Linked DNA regions of Mus musculus: region 2 is linked to region 1. A link is a contact called in public HiChIP or PLAC-seq data. All regions are on one chromosome and are shown on one strand. The core of a region is the stretch at or near the end of the contact, and the rest is flanking DNA. Distances in the headings are between cores, read along the strand shown.

Region 1 (6,352 bases), core at 2,313-4,812:
GCAATACAGCCCCAGGTGATACCAGTCCTTCATTCCCTTTTTGAACTTGAGTATGTCCAGTACTTATTATCTACTTCATTGGTCTGTAACCACCCTCAAGTCAGAATGCCTAAAAATATTATAGCTACAGATAATGTCGCCAGAAAAACAGACATAATAATATTCAAAACTGTGCATACAATGTTAAACTAAGTCTACACATTAGCATTCATCTGAATTCTGAGTTACTTTAAATTGGTATTTAGATTCACAGATGTGTGACCTCTGGCCCCAGATCAAAAGCTGCTAAAAGATAGAAGTAGTATGTTTAATTTCATGTATCCATGATATGATTTGGTCTATAAGAAAGATCCCAATTCAATTATATTAATAATTAACTATTAACAGAAAGTCATTTGCTCATTTTTTTGTCTACTATGGGACCAGCGCTGTGTATGCAAATGAGCATTTGAAGATAAATGGCCCCATTCCCCAGGAATTCATAGTCTAAGGAAAGAGTTAAGTAAACAACCTTCTAAGGGTAGAGATGCTTAAATAAAGGGTATAACGATGCAGAAAGGAACAGGAGTAACTGGTAGGAAACGCTAGTCCTAAGATCTTAGACTTTGGAAGGACATCAGTTTAGACTAAGAAAACTAGAAAGTTCCTGTTAATGAATCACACTGAATTCCAATATTAAAATGACATATACCTGAGGTAATAAGGGAGGAACAACAGCACGGACCATGGGAGTAGCCCTTAATTATTTATCTACTAATTTCTCATTCCTGTAATTAACTTAACACTAAGACCTATAGATATACGTCACAGTAATTAAATCTGACTTCAATTAAAAATTTAAAGTGAGCTTTACTATTGTACAAAGAGATTAACATACTTAATCAAAGGCAACTAAACTATTTAATCACAGCCAAGCTTCCTAACAGTACAGTGAGAATTTTACGTTTTATAAAAGGTAAGGTGTTTTTCAAATTTTACTTCGTGTTATTTATGGAAGGTAGGTCTGAGTCCATATTATTTCCTACCGCTATACTGTGGTGGGGGTGTGGGGGGGGGGGTCTGGTTTACACATAAATGAACCAAGATGAGTAGTTATATAGTTTGGATCAAGTTAAACCTTACTACTTTACATAATAGATGAAAGAGTAGGCCATTGTTATTAGGTACAGATGTACTTATATTAATTTTTTAAGAAGTATTATACAATATAGTGTTTTGGACCTGACTTAGCTATAGTAAATACACAACAAGAACACCCAGAAGTTATGGTTAGCTGTACACTACCTAGACAAGTTCAAGCCCATTAAAATCCAAGCACTGATAAAAGAGGAGAAGGACTACTCAGGCCCCACCTCTAGCTGAGGAGGTACTAGCAACTGAGGCTATTGCAGTTGGGGGAAATCACTTTTCTTCAAATGGTTGCCCATGCCTGAGTGGACGTGGACGAGCCTACAGCCATGTAAATAGGAGCAGCACTTGACTGGACTCTGGGAGTTAGAAAATGAACATGTTAAAACTTTTCATTGAAAAAACAGTAACAGCCAGCCGGGCGTGGTGGCGCATGCCTTTAATCCCAGCACTTGGGAGGCAGAGGCAGGTGGCCAGCCTGGTCTACAAAGTGAGTTCCAGGACAGCCAGAACTGCACAGAGAAACCTTGTCTCAAAAACAAAGAAACAAACAAACAAAACCAAAAATGAAAGAAAGAAAGAAAAAATAGTAACTACATATTTTGTTACTGGGAATACAAGGCAGGCTAGACAAAGTAAAAATAGCCTGCTTCCATATTTTCAGAACATGAAATAAAAGCTTTTGAAGCTACTGCCTCTAATCCTTTCAAATTTTCTAGGAAAAAAAAAGAGAGCTAATAATTTTAAAGCTCTTCAAATCTCTAATACTTCAGATTATGTTCAAAAATACAATTCAGTAGGCACTACCATTTCTTTTTACTTTAAAAATGCCTTTCTAGGGTTGAAAGGTGAGACAATATGCTTCCCAAATGAGTCAAGTGGGTGACAGAGGATGAACACCATGCCTTAATTCAGAAAACTGTTGTTTCAAGGAACTTGGGAAATAAAACTGATATTTTGACTCAGAGTTCAATAAAGTGCTTGTCACTTTATGCTAATATTAAAACTATACTACAGTCACTATTTTTTTTTACATGCAGTAGAAACAGGACCTCTCTTGGTCATCTTTTCATGATCTGCACCTTTCCTCCAGGCTAGCACTTTAATGTACAGCATATCCTGACTAGTGCTGCAAGATTTACTGGATGACATAAAATTGAACCCATCAAAAAACCATTTTTACCTGTACTTCAGGCTTATAGACTAATAGCGCCAAAAGAGCTTAACACGAGCTACAGAACAGTTACCATAACCCATGGTTTATCTTTTTGCTATCTTGGAGTTGAAGAAAAAGCAATTTATTTTATTTTTCTCTAAAGCCAACCCCTGGAAGGAGCAAAAATTACAGCAACATGGAGCTTCTGTGATGGAATTTAAGTAGTGAAAAAGAAAAAGAAAGCCAAATTGTGTTCATGACGTCACCAGGAAGCTTTATTCTTAGCCCCTACTAATTGCCCAAGTGGCCAGACAGGTTTGGCTGATGGACTTTATGGCTTCAGGAATAACCTGAATTTCCTCAAGTGTTAAATTAGAATGCAGCGGGAACAGAAAGCGAGCACAGTTAGTTCGGAGGGTTCGTAGCAATCGCTCAACCTCATCACCAGTCACCTGCAGTCATTAAAGGGCAGTTCGCCAAAAGCAGTTTGTCCACGTACGCTTTGAGAACCTACACCTCCGCCTGGAGCCATAGGCAAACTCCAGTCGCCTCCCCTAGGTCCTGGCACCATTCCCTGTCAATTTCAAAGAGGCCAAAAATTCACTGATAAGGCAGGTGACAGAAATCCTCAACAAGGGGCGGTACGGGCTCAATTATCTCTGTCTGTCCACTGGCTCCTCTGACCCTCCCCACATTCGAGGATGGCAGCGGAGGCGGAGGCGGCGGCCGCAGCGAGGAGGAGGGTGAAAAATAAAAAAAATAAAAAAAAGGCCAACCCCAGGCCGCTGGAGCCTACCCATCCGCATCACAGCTCCCTCGCCCCACGTGCGGGCCCAAAGGGTCAAGCCCCTGGGCGTGTCCCCAGCACCCCTGCCTTCGCCCCCCCCTCCCCAGCCCCCAAGGCCCTGGTAGCATCTTGACCAACAGAAAGGATACTCTCCATGTTCGACATGATCTCTCGAGTTCACCGGGCGGGAGGAGGGGGAGGGGCAGGTAACACGCGGGACAGGGGCTGGACCCGCGAGTTGTGGGTCGCTTGGGCGCGCGGAGGGTGGCGGTTGTAGCGGGTTTCGAGGGATCCTAGCCCACTTCCTGTTTCGGTTTAGAACCCGTGGTGGGTGGAGTCCCACGAGCTAGAGAGGCGGGACTGGGACGACGCCAACATGGCTGCAGTGAGTCGCTTCGGTTAGGATGGCTCTGGTCGCTTGGGGGCGGTGGAGTCCGAGAGCTGAAGCTTAGGTCCCTCCCACTTAGATGCTTCACGTGCGCTCAGGATAACTGCGCTAAACCTGGTCCGGCATCCCACCGGACTTCTAGTTCTTTCTTTTGTCAACCTGGACGCCGCTTAGCCTTCCGCCCACCTCGTACCTCAGATTTCACACAGTCCTGGTCGTCCCTCATCCCTTTCTCTCAGAGCTTAAGTCTTAAAGGGTGAAGACAAAGGTATAGGACTTTTAAAGTACTTTTTAAAAATTCTGACAGTGTAAAAGAACGGCTCGAGGGGTTAGTGTGGTGGGTAATGTTGAGGTTTTTTAAACAATCTTGAACCTTAGAGTTGTAGGGTTGAAGGGGAAGGAGGAAAAGTCCGGCTCTACTTGAGAGGTAATGTTGCTTCGAAATTTTTTCTCATATTAGTTGGTTTAATTTTATTTTTCTTAAGCACAGCTGATGTATGGTCTAAAATTAATATAAAATCTCTATAATGGGTGGGAGCAGTAATGGGGGTGGTCGTAGATAGAGCTTGGCGTATTTTACGTTCCTTTGACTTTCAGAAATGTCCAGAGGTGGATTTATTAGAAGCACTCTCTGGACTTAGGAAAAGAGGGAATTTTAAGCAGATTTGTGGCATTTCAATTTTAGTGTCATAGAAATTACATATATTACTCTGAAAGTTAGTGTAATTGTCGTAATTGCTAAATCTCAGAAGTTTGTCATTTACCTCATTCTTAAATTCAACCTGTGGAATTATGTGCACAATGCCATACACTTTTTATCCTTAGGATTATTTCTTTTTTTTTTTTTTAACAAAACTGGCTTTAAAAGTGAATATTTTATTATTTTGTGTTAATGATAGTTGGTAAAAAGCTTCAGACTGTTTTCTAACTGTCCGTGTTTCATTAAAAGAAAAAGAGAACCCTTGCTCAATACAAAGTTCTGGGAAGTACAGTCTAGAAATCATTTCAATAGGCAGAACCGTGTAAAGGTTATTTTTAGGTTTGCATCTCACTTTATAGTTGGAGAACAAGACTTATGAAACTGAAAGCTTTGGAAATTTCATCAGTTCTCTGTGTGCCTTAAACAGTTGCCTTCATTGCTGGAAAACTACCTTTGGGGGTTAAAGGTAAAGATATCTGTCTGGAAAGACTTTCCCTTAGCACTTACTATTTTTAACATCATTCCTTCAGTAAAACCATAAATACTAGAACAACCTACCAAAACTTAAACATATGTGAGTTTTAAAATGCTGTTGTTAGAGTTATAGGTATGCAATGTATAAAAATAAACGTTAAATTAAAATTTTTTTCAAACGATAAACTTTTTCAAGAAGTATCTCTTTTATAAGGTCCTTGTTTATAGAGAGTGTTTGCTGCTGCTGTCTGTCTTAAGTAAAAAACAAAACAAAACTGTTATCGTCTGTACTAAACACCTAGAAGGTATTTTACGTTTATGAGGTCTTTTATGTTTTAAATCCCAAAGTTAACTTCATATTTTCTTGACTATCTGATTTTAATCATGGTCAGTTTTATAATTGAGTCAGTTACATGAATAAGTATTTTAAGTGAAAATATTTATAAAATAATCTTTAGATCCTAGACACTAAATATTAATATTTGTTTTGACTGCTTTGTGACAATGCTTTTGTGGCTTTTTAGCAAAATTTACTAAAGTGACTAGAAAATGTAATGGTTTATTGAAACTAAGCTCCATTGCAGGAAAGAATAGGAATGCACCAGGAATGGGAATAGTGTATCTCTTTATAATTTTTCTCAGATTTCCTGTTCTTGTTATAACATCAGGTGGATAATCTGAACTTCTTTAAATTATGATAAAATAAATTCAGAGATGGACCCAAAGGTCAATATTTTTCCTCTATTTACATAGTATAATTGGATATTCAAGTATATAATAATAAATTCTTTATTGAATTAATACCTTAGTTGAGAAGAAATTGAACTGTTTATAAAGGATCTCATAATTACTTCATATAGTAGTTCATATTCTGTAGTAACCTTAGCAGGTATTGTTGACATCTTTACCCATAAGAAAATAGTGACAAAAATAATAAGAACAACAACCAAAGCTTTTAAAAGATGATTTGCATAAGCATGTTTTGAACAAATAGCCTTGTTACAACCTGGTCTCCTAGGTTTCTAATGCACTTCTTTTGAATATGTACAACAGGCTAGCTGTACAGGAGTTCAGGAGAAACAAATTGTCTTAACTGGTGTGCAATCTTTACAGCTTCTCTATGGAGAAATAACTTCTGTTTTGGAAATGCTAGAGAAGTATAAAGTGAGAAGCGTTCTAGTTCGTAATAGGAAAAACTTTTTGTTCTGCCATTTCAGATTTCATTTGCAAATTGTACTAGCAAAGAACTATTCAAGTAACTGATGGAAGAGATTAGAGGAGCTACTGAAGAGATAAAGGTCTATTTGCTAAGGCAAATAGAGGAGCAGATGAAAAATAGTTTAAACAGAAGCAATATGTTCAGGTGTGGTGTCCCAGGCCTAGAAACTTAGCACTCAGTAGTCAGAGCCAAGAGAAGTGCTGCTATTGAGGTCATCCTGGTCTAAATACGAAGGCCTAGGTCAGCCAGAAGTACATAGTATGATGATTTAAAAAAAATATTCGCCTGAAAGAAATAAAATTAGCAAAACTAATACAAACAAAAGGAATAGGTCTGATTGGTTGACATAGGTGACCTAAAACTCATTCAGTTTATGTTTATAAAATGAGAAATGTTTCTAGGAGACAAGATGAAAAGTTGATTGCAAAATTCACATGACTATAAAGAGAAAAATAAACATTGGATCATTAATAATATGTAGATATTTATTCTTTGTGTTA
Region 2 (7,367 bases), core at 2,046-4,545, 3.0 Mb after region 1:
AGCAAGCTTGGTAGGGGTGACTTGGAGTTTAAGGCAAATTACAGTCTATGAAAAATAAGTTACCAGCTCTTTGCAACAGTAGCTTCGATTGGACTTATTTTTCTCCCATGTCCAGACAGGGTCGTCTATTGAATGAGGCTCTTTTATTTTGCATGGGGCAGGGGATTTGTGACCATGGTCCCCCCTTTTATTCCTCTCTCTATGGAAACCCAGATCATGGGGAGAAATATGCAAGGCTGAATAAAGAGAAGCCACAGAAAGGAGCTCTTGAGAGCAGCATCTGTTACACTTGGGAAGTTAGACTGACAGGAGAGGGCGAAGGAAACCTCTCTAGTAGATTAGTTAGAACAGCAAGATTTGACTACATGTAGATATTTTCTTCAGAAAGCAAAATACCTCACATTCAAGCGAAGATTTTGTTACAGTTGTCACAGGGAGTGATTTCACTTAATGCAATAGGCATGATCTATATTCATAAAAAAATTTTAAATGAGAGAAGTAGGAAGAGGGGAGAGGAGAGGAAAGGAGAGAAGATGCAAGAGGATAAGCAGGGGAAAAGAAGAGAAAAAGGAAAGATGATTACTGTTCCTAATATACATCTATGTTAAATTAAAAAGTAAAACATAGGGCTGTGAGAAATCTGTTTCTGGGTATAGATGTCCCCTCTTTGCTACCCTCCCCCTACCTCCAGACTTGGAACTAATGGTCTGAGCTACTTTTGCTTTACTAGCAAAACCCAGTTATCAAAGCAAGGCCATGACTAAGAGGAAGGTGGAATCCAAAAAATTCCTGCAAGTCCAAACTAGAAAAGGACCCCCTTTTAACCAAAATTATTTATCAGATAATTATCTTTAACTTCTTAACAGCCAGTCTGAGATAAGCAATTCTTTCACCCAAAAGCAGCTGCTGGGTGGGGGTGGGGAACATACCAAGAACATGGCAATAATAATGATCAGAGTTTTGCACATACATTTCTTCAACACATTTCCTCTGACCTTTCAGCTGACCCAACAAATACTAACAAACGGATCACCAAACAGGCAGCATAATCGAGCACCGAAAACTTCTTTTTGTTTGATTTTAATGAGTTCTTATTTCTTCAGAAGCATAAGCTCAGGCACAAATTGGATTGCATTCTTGTAAAAAGATTATGCATACATTCAGCAGTAAGAAACAGCCTACCTCATTCCTCCACAGAAAAGAGAAGAGAGGTAGAAACAGACACACAGAGATGGAGAGAGAGTGTCTGCGCACCAGAGTGTTAGAGGGAGGGAGGGAAGGACAAGAGGGTGGAAGGGAGGGAGGGAGAGAGGGAGGAAGGAAGGGAGGGAGGGAGAGAGGGAGAGGCAGAGGGAATGAATCGATTTCTAGGTTAAAAGCAGATAAGCCCTTACAATAGGGCATCAGCAAATGAACCTACAATTTCAATGAGGGAGCAAGGAGGATGGCGAAAGATCCTCTCTGCCAGTAATTACTAAGTGTTTATCTTTAAGAGCAAAAGAAAGATTTCAAACAGATGCAAGGTTTTCTCCCCTAAGAAACGCCATTTACATTTACCAATCTCCGCTCCTATTACTTTATGCTGTCATAAAAATAATCACCAATTTCATAGGAAATAGATGCTCCTTAGCTATATAAAGGAATGGCAGAATAAGCTCACCTTGTTCTTATTTTTTTTTTCTCATTTTCTTGCATTTTCTTCAGATCTGTCTTCTTAGAGAAACTAATGCCTTAATGACTTTCTGGTAGCTGCAAGCCTTCTTTTATTTCAGCTAAATATATGAAAATGTATGCAAATTTAAATCAAGCTTAACCTAGGAGCTCTTGCAATATATTTAATGGAATTTCAAACCAATAAGGGAACTCTGATGCCGTCTTCTGTAAGAGCAAATATAATTACACAGCTAGGTTGCCTCCAAAATTACAAAACAAAAGGGCATTTTTAAAACTTCAAATTTGGTGTGGGGTAGTGTGTTTTGCTTTTTCCCAGCTGCTAGTGTAATTCTAAAATCTTTGCATTTCTCCTAACTCTGCTTCCAAGCAACAACACCTTTACATGGGGCTGTGAAGGTAGTGGAGTTAGTCTACTCTGACTCATAAAAGCCTTTCTTTTAACCAAAATTTGAAAAACAGTTGGGTCCCCAAGGCTGAAAGCTAACTCAAGCTTTGTGGCAGTTGTGGAGGGATGGAGGAGTTGAAAAAGATGTCTAGCCACCAAGATCTCTCTCACCGGATTTCTTCCAGTTTTCCCCCACCCCCTTCATCTCCCTGCTCTTCTCTTCCCTCTCTCCTCATTTCTCCTCTCTGATTCTCTAAATTTTCAGAAATTCGTAGAGGAAGCATGATTCTCAATATTTCCTTCTCACTGCCAAGGAAGCAGGATACAAATGTTTCAAAGAGTTGTCAAGGGGCAGCATTAGGCAGGCATGGTGTTATGAATGCCTTCCCTTCTGCCTACTGGGAGTGGGGGAGTGGGTTTTCAGTGTGTCGGGGTGAGCGTGAAAGATGACTGCGGGCTTCAGCAAGCAGCTCCCCTGGCATAGTGGAGAGACCTCTGATGGAAACTGGCAGGGGAGCCAAGATAAAGCCAGGTTTCCAATTAACCAGCAAACTTCAAACTGACTGAGTCTTCCAAAGATCACTTTAAGATTTACATTCCAAAACCTTCATACACTGAATCTAAATTTTAAGAAAAAAAAGGGGGGGGTATCGTTTAAGCTTTTTAATTTCTTATAAATGAAATATAAGTGAGCAACATATACTGGGATAACGTTTATTGGATCATGGAAATTTTATTTGGGGTTCTGACCTAAGACATCGCTCTTTGCTCAAAGTTTGCAGATGCCTTTTATTTTCCCTGTCCACACATTAACCCAAACGCTAACTAAACCGGAATTCTTTCATGCATTAAGATCAAAATGATATTTTAATTTGTTTTATTTATTTGTTTTAATTTAAATAAGTTAAAAGGCGACCTGAAACTGAAGTTAGCCTCCTCGCTGCCCCTCCATACAAATATCTACCTTCTATTTATTCTCTGCCACTAACAGCCTTGTAGTCTCCGGGAGGGGGGAAAGGGTTAACTAAAAGAGCCGCTGCCACTCTGAGCTAGGCAGCCAATGGAGCCTAAAGATTGATTCACTTCCTGCTTGGGTCTCACTGAAACTCCCGAGCTTTGCCAGCCTAATTTGGAAAGCGAGCTCGGCCTCCCGCACCACCATTGGCTGTGTTTATGCCTGGCCAGGCCAAGTCGCACTGCGATTGGCCTCCGCGGGTGCCGGTAACCCGCGCTAGCGGCTTTGGTTCCCCCGCACCATAGATGTCAAAGGCTGAAGCTGCTCCCTTTGCCACATTATAACTAGTAGAGGATCCTCATCGACCATGGCCACAGCTGCCTCGAATCCCTACAGCATTCTCAGTTCCAGCTCCCTTGTCCATGCGGACTCCGCGGGCATGCAGCAGGGAAGTCCTTTCCGCAATCCTCAGAAACTTCTCCAAAGTGACTACTTGCAGGGAGTTCCCAGCAATGGGCATCCCCTCGGGCATCACTGGGTGACCAGTCTTAGCGACGGGGGCCCGTGGTCCTCCACATTGGCCACCAGCCCCCTGGACCAGCAAGACGTGAAGCCGGGACGCGAAGATCTGCAACTGGGCGCAATCATCCATCACCGCTCGCCGCACGTAGCCCACCACTCGCCGCACACTAACCATCCGAACGCCTGGGGAGCGAGCCCTGCTCCAAACTCGTCCATCACGTCCAGCGGCCAACCCCTCAATGTGTACTCGCAGCCAGGCTTCACCGTGAGCGGTATGCTGGAGCACGGGGGACTCACTCCACCACCAGCTGCTGCCTCCACACAGAGCCTGCATCCAGTGCTCCGGGAGCCTCCAGACCATGGTGAGCTGGGCTCGCACCACTGCCAGGACCACTCTGATGAAGAGACTCCAACCTCTGATGAGTTGGAACAGTTCGCCAAACAATTCAAACAAAGAAGAATCAAGTTGGGCTTCACGCAAGCCGACGTGGGGCTGGCACTGGGCACACTGTATGGCAACGTGTTCTCGCAGACTACCATCTGCAGGTTCGAGGCCTTACAACTGAGCTTCAAGAACATGTGCAAGCTGAAACCGCTATTAAATAAGTGGCTGGAGGAGGCTGATTCATCCACAGGAAGCCCGACCAGCATTGACAAGATCGCTGCTCAAGGCCGCAAACGCAAGAAGCGAACCTCCATCGAGGTGAGTGTCAAGGGCGTACTGGAAACACATTTCCTCAAGTGTCCCAAGCCTGCAGCGCAGGAGATCTCCTCGCTGGCAGACAGTCTCCAGTTGGAGAAAGAAGTGGTGCGTGTCTGGTTCTGTAATAGAAGACAAAAAGAAAAAAGAATGACTCCGCCAGGGGATCAGCAGCCACACGAGGTTTATTCGCACACGGTGAAAACAGACGCGTCCTGCCACGATCTCTGACTGGAGGAAGCAAGGAGGTGGCCCGCTGCACTGGGAGCAGTGCTGATACAATTCTCTCTTTACCTTCCTTTCAGCATTACATCCTTTATTGTTGCTATCTCTCTAGCTTGCTAGCTCTTCTTTTCTTTCACAGGGGTTTCTAACTTCTTATGACTTATGTTAAGAAAAGAAACACACACACGCGCGCGCGCTCAGGCAAACACGCACGCACGCGCGCGCGCGCGCGCGCGCACACACACACACACACACACACACACACACACACACATACACACACACATTCAGGCTTCTCAACTCTGAAACACAATTATATTAAGAAGTCCAGGTGGGGACCCTGTATTCCCTGCTGCCAGGACAATTTCCCTCCAACCTTTTTCTGCTGATCAATATATATTGTTTACTCTGAGTAAGATTTGTTTGGTTGCTCCTCTCTAAGAAGGGCAAGGAGCTGGGTAACGGGTGGGGGGCGGGGGAGGGTGGGAAGACAGATGTGTGCCTATGAATAACCTTTCAGCGCCTTGGTTATAGCAGCTGTATTTCAGGTGAAATCTGTTTTACAATAGACTAGTTTTGCATTTTTTTAAAACTTCTATAGCGTTTCTAATTGTCTGCGGTGTTTTACTACAAGCTGTACACAATATTTGTGAGATAATTTGTATCTAATCGACCACTCCACATTATTATTGCTATTATTATTATTTCTTCATTGAGCTGATGGGTTTTTAATTGCTTAAAAAGGGAGGGAGGCTGAAAGGAGGAGAGAGAAAAATGCTCACCTCCTGCACTCCCACACTTGAGGAGAGGATATGGTGGAGAAAGTTGTTGATGCTTCTATTTTCCCCCCCGGAACTGAGTGCCTATATGGGCAGAACAAGCAAACTGAATAGGTTTGCAAAGTAGCCTGAAGGCTATTTCGCTGCTTTTTTGCCCCCTCCCCCGACTTTCACGGAACTGTGGAGCCCTGGAAGGCTTCCACAGCACAGATCCCGGTGCCCCAGAAGGATTCAGCTGTGGCGCGAAGAATGGGATGTGAGCGACCTGAAGGATTCTGAATTCACCAAGGTCGTGAATGCCTGTGCGTGAAGTTTCCCACAGGCCGCCAGCTTAGTCGGGTTGACAACCTGCGCTACCCTATGTACACTCTCCTAGATGAAAGACTTGGCCTTCACAAATGGTGGCTTTCAAAGGAGACCACTACCCAAAGACTCTGGCGCCCTATTGGGCCAGCGCCTCCCAGTTCAGTTCACCTCCAGTTCGCCGCTCGCTCTCAGGGTGAGAAACGCTCTCGGTAGGGTGGTGAGGGGGTAGGCATCTTCAGCTTCGTGCGGAGAGACAATAAAATAATTGGCAAAAGTCACGAAGATTCTGGTCCAGCCGCACACCACCTCCTCCCTCTTGTACATACCAAGGTCTGAGTAAGCTCTTAGGGAGCCCTTCTCAGTGTCTTTGACAAGCACAGCTGGTGGAAGCCCAAGGCGCAGATCGAGCGAGCTAGCGAGCGCCTGGGCGGCTAAGTTTATGCTTTTTTTTTTCTTTTAAAAATCTGTGTGTATGTATTTCTGTGAGTGTGTGGTGTGCGCGTGCAAACGTATGTGTGTAGATAGCTGTGTGTACCGTATTACTGTATACAAAAAAGAAAAAAAAATGAAAAAAAAAATCTCCTTAGACTATGTAGAGATCCCAAAACGAAGCGGTTGCCGTGGCTTTATGGCTAGCTTTCTCTCATGTCCACAGGACAGGTTCACAGGTGCACCTCATCCCCAGCAAGCACTGTGTGCTGGCCCAGTGAAGCGTCCATGCCCAGCCAGCCACAGCGTGCCTGACCTGAAGGGGATCTCGCCAGGAGGCTGATCTCAGGATTCAGCTTGCCGGTGCGCAGCTGTGGTAGACAAAGCTTCAAACTACCTAAGGACCAGAAAACCTTGTGCCCCTTGTGTAAGATGCGCTAGTATGGGCTGCCAGGTTGACCACATTGTGTCTCCCCTAGCCGCAGGTCAAAGAGCTTATATTAATTCAAATTCCAGACCCTTTCTTTTGCTATTTTTTTTTTCTTGGTCAAGCCTCTACATTCTTAGTTTTAGGCTTTAGTTCTGTGATTTTATTTTCCTGTTCAATTCATGTTTCACAAATGTTCGAAGGTGGGTGGGTTATTTGTTTTTGTTTTTTCTTTGCAGTTAAATGCTATGGTTCAAACCTGAGTTAACCCAAATATTTCTGCCGACTTTATAATTGTACAGTTTTGTATATTAAACGTTTTTGAAGTTATTAATTTAAAAAGATCATTTAGTTTATTCATTTAGTAACTGATGTATAATAAACGCTATTTTCATTAAGAGTTGCTTTTTCAACTATTTTATTCAAATTGCCTATTGCAGTTCCCAACGATTATTTATTTTCAATAAATTCTGCATTGTGTTTAAATGGAAATTGTTTCAAAGATGAGTTGGGTGTCAAAAAGAAAACAATTCGCTGTAACGTTTGATGTGAGCAGTTTTAGTCAAGGGGTTTATATTGACGCAATATTTTATTGTTGTAAAAGATTTAAAAGGTTTAAATAAAACATTTTTCCAAAAAAAAATCATGTTTTCTTCTCCTGGCCTTCATGTGCTGTGTGTGAAGTGGAGCATTTAAAGAAGCACATCTTGGGTGAGCAAGGCATTTGCTTTGCTTCGGGTAAGAAACCGTTAGTTTTTGTATTGATTCTGGTTACTATTCCTCTGATGTTTGCCTTTTGGTTCAGAAGTATACTCTCACACATAATACCTATTTGTGCACTCATATCCATGTGCTAGAGCAAAATGTACTCTTCAAGGGTGGGGAGACTTGCTGGGAAGAACACTGGCAAGCCAGGTCCAAGACTATTTCCTTAGTGTTCTCCGAGAGCATAATGTCTTTGTCAA

The links. HiChIP or PLAC-seq counts read pairs in DNA pulled down with a chosen protein or histone mark.
Region 2: a contact with region 1 is called in an H3K4me3 HiChIP or PLAC-seq map of embryonic forebrain, with 8 times the contacts expected there. The contact joins the promoter of Pou3f4 here to the promoter of Tent5d in region 1. A contact is called at or near these places in 1 of 39 promoter capture datasets (hippocampal neurons) and 2 of 115 datasets of contacts at active chromatin or transcription factors (astrocytes and embryonic forebrain).

Annotation. Positions count from the first base shown.
Region 1 is chrX:107,812,915-107,819,266 of GRCm38.p6, forward strand. Tent5d (terminal nucleotidyltransferase 5D) reads left to right here and starts at 3,563. Exons shown (of 6, transcript NM_001163104.2): 1 at 3,563-3,727. It overlaps 2610002M06Rik (RIKEN cDNA 2610002M06 gene), which reads right to left and starts at 3,420. Exons shown (of 8, transcript NM_025921.3): 1 at 3,221-3,420. The coding sequence starts at 3,236.
Region 2 is chrX:110,811,084-110,818,450 of GRCm38.p6, forward strand. It overlaps Pou3f4 (POU domain, class 3, transcription factor 4), which reads left to right and starts at 3,296. Exons shown (of 1, transcript NM_008901.2): 1 at 3,296-7,367. The coding sequence starts at 3,382. The coding sequence ends at 4,467.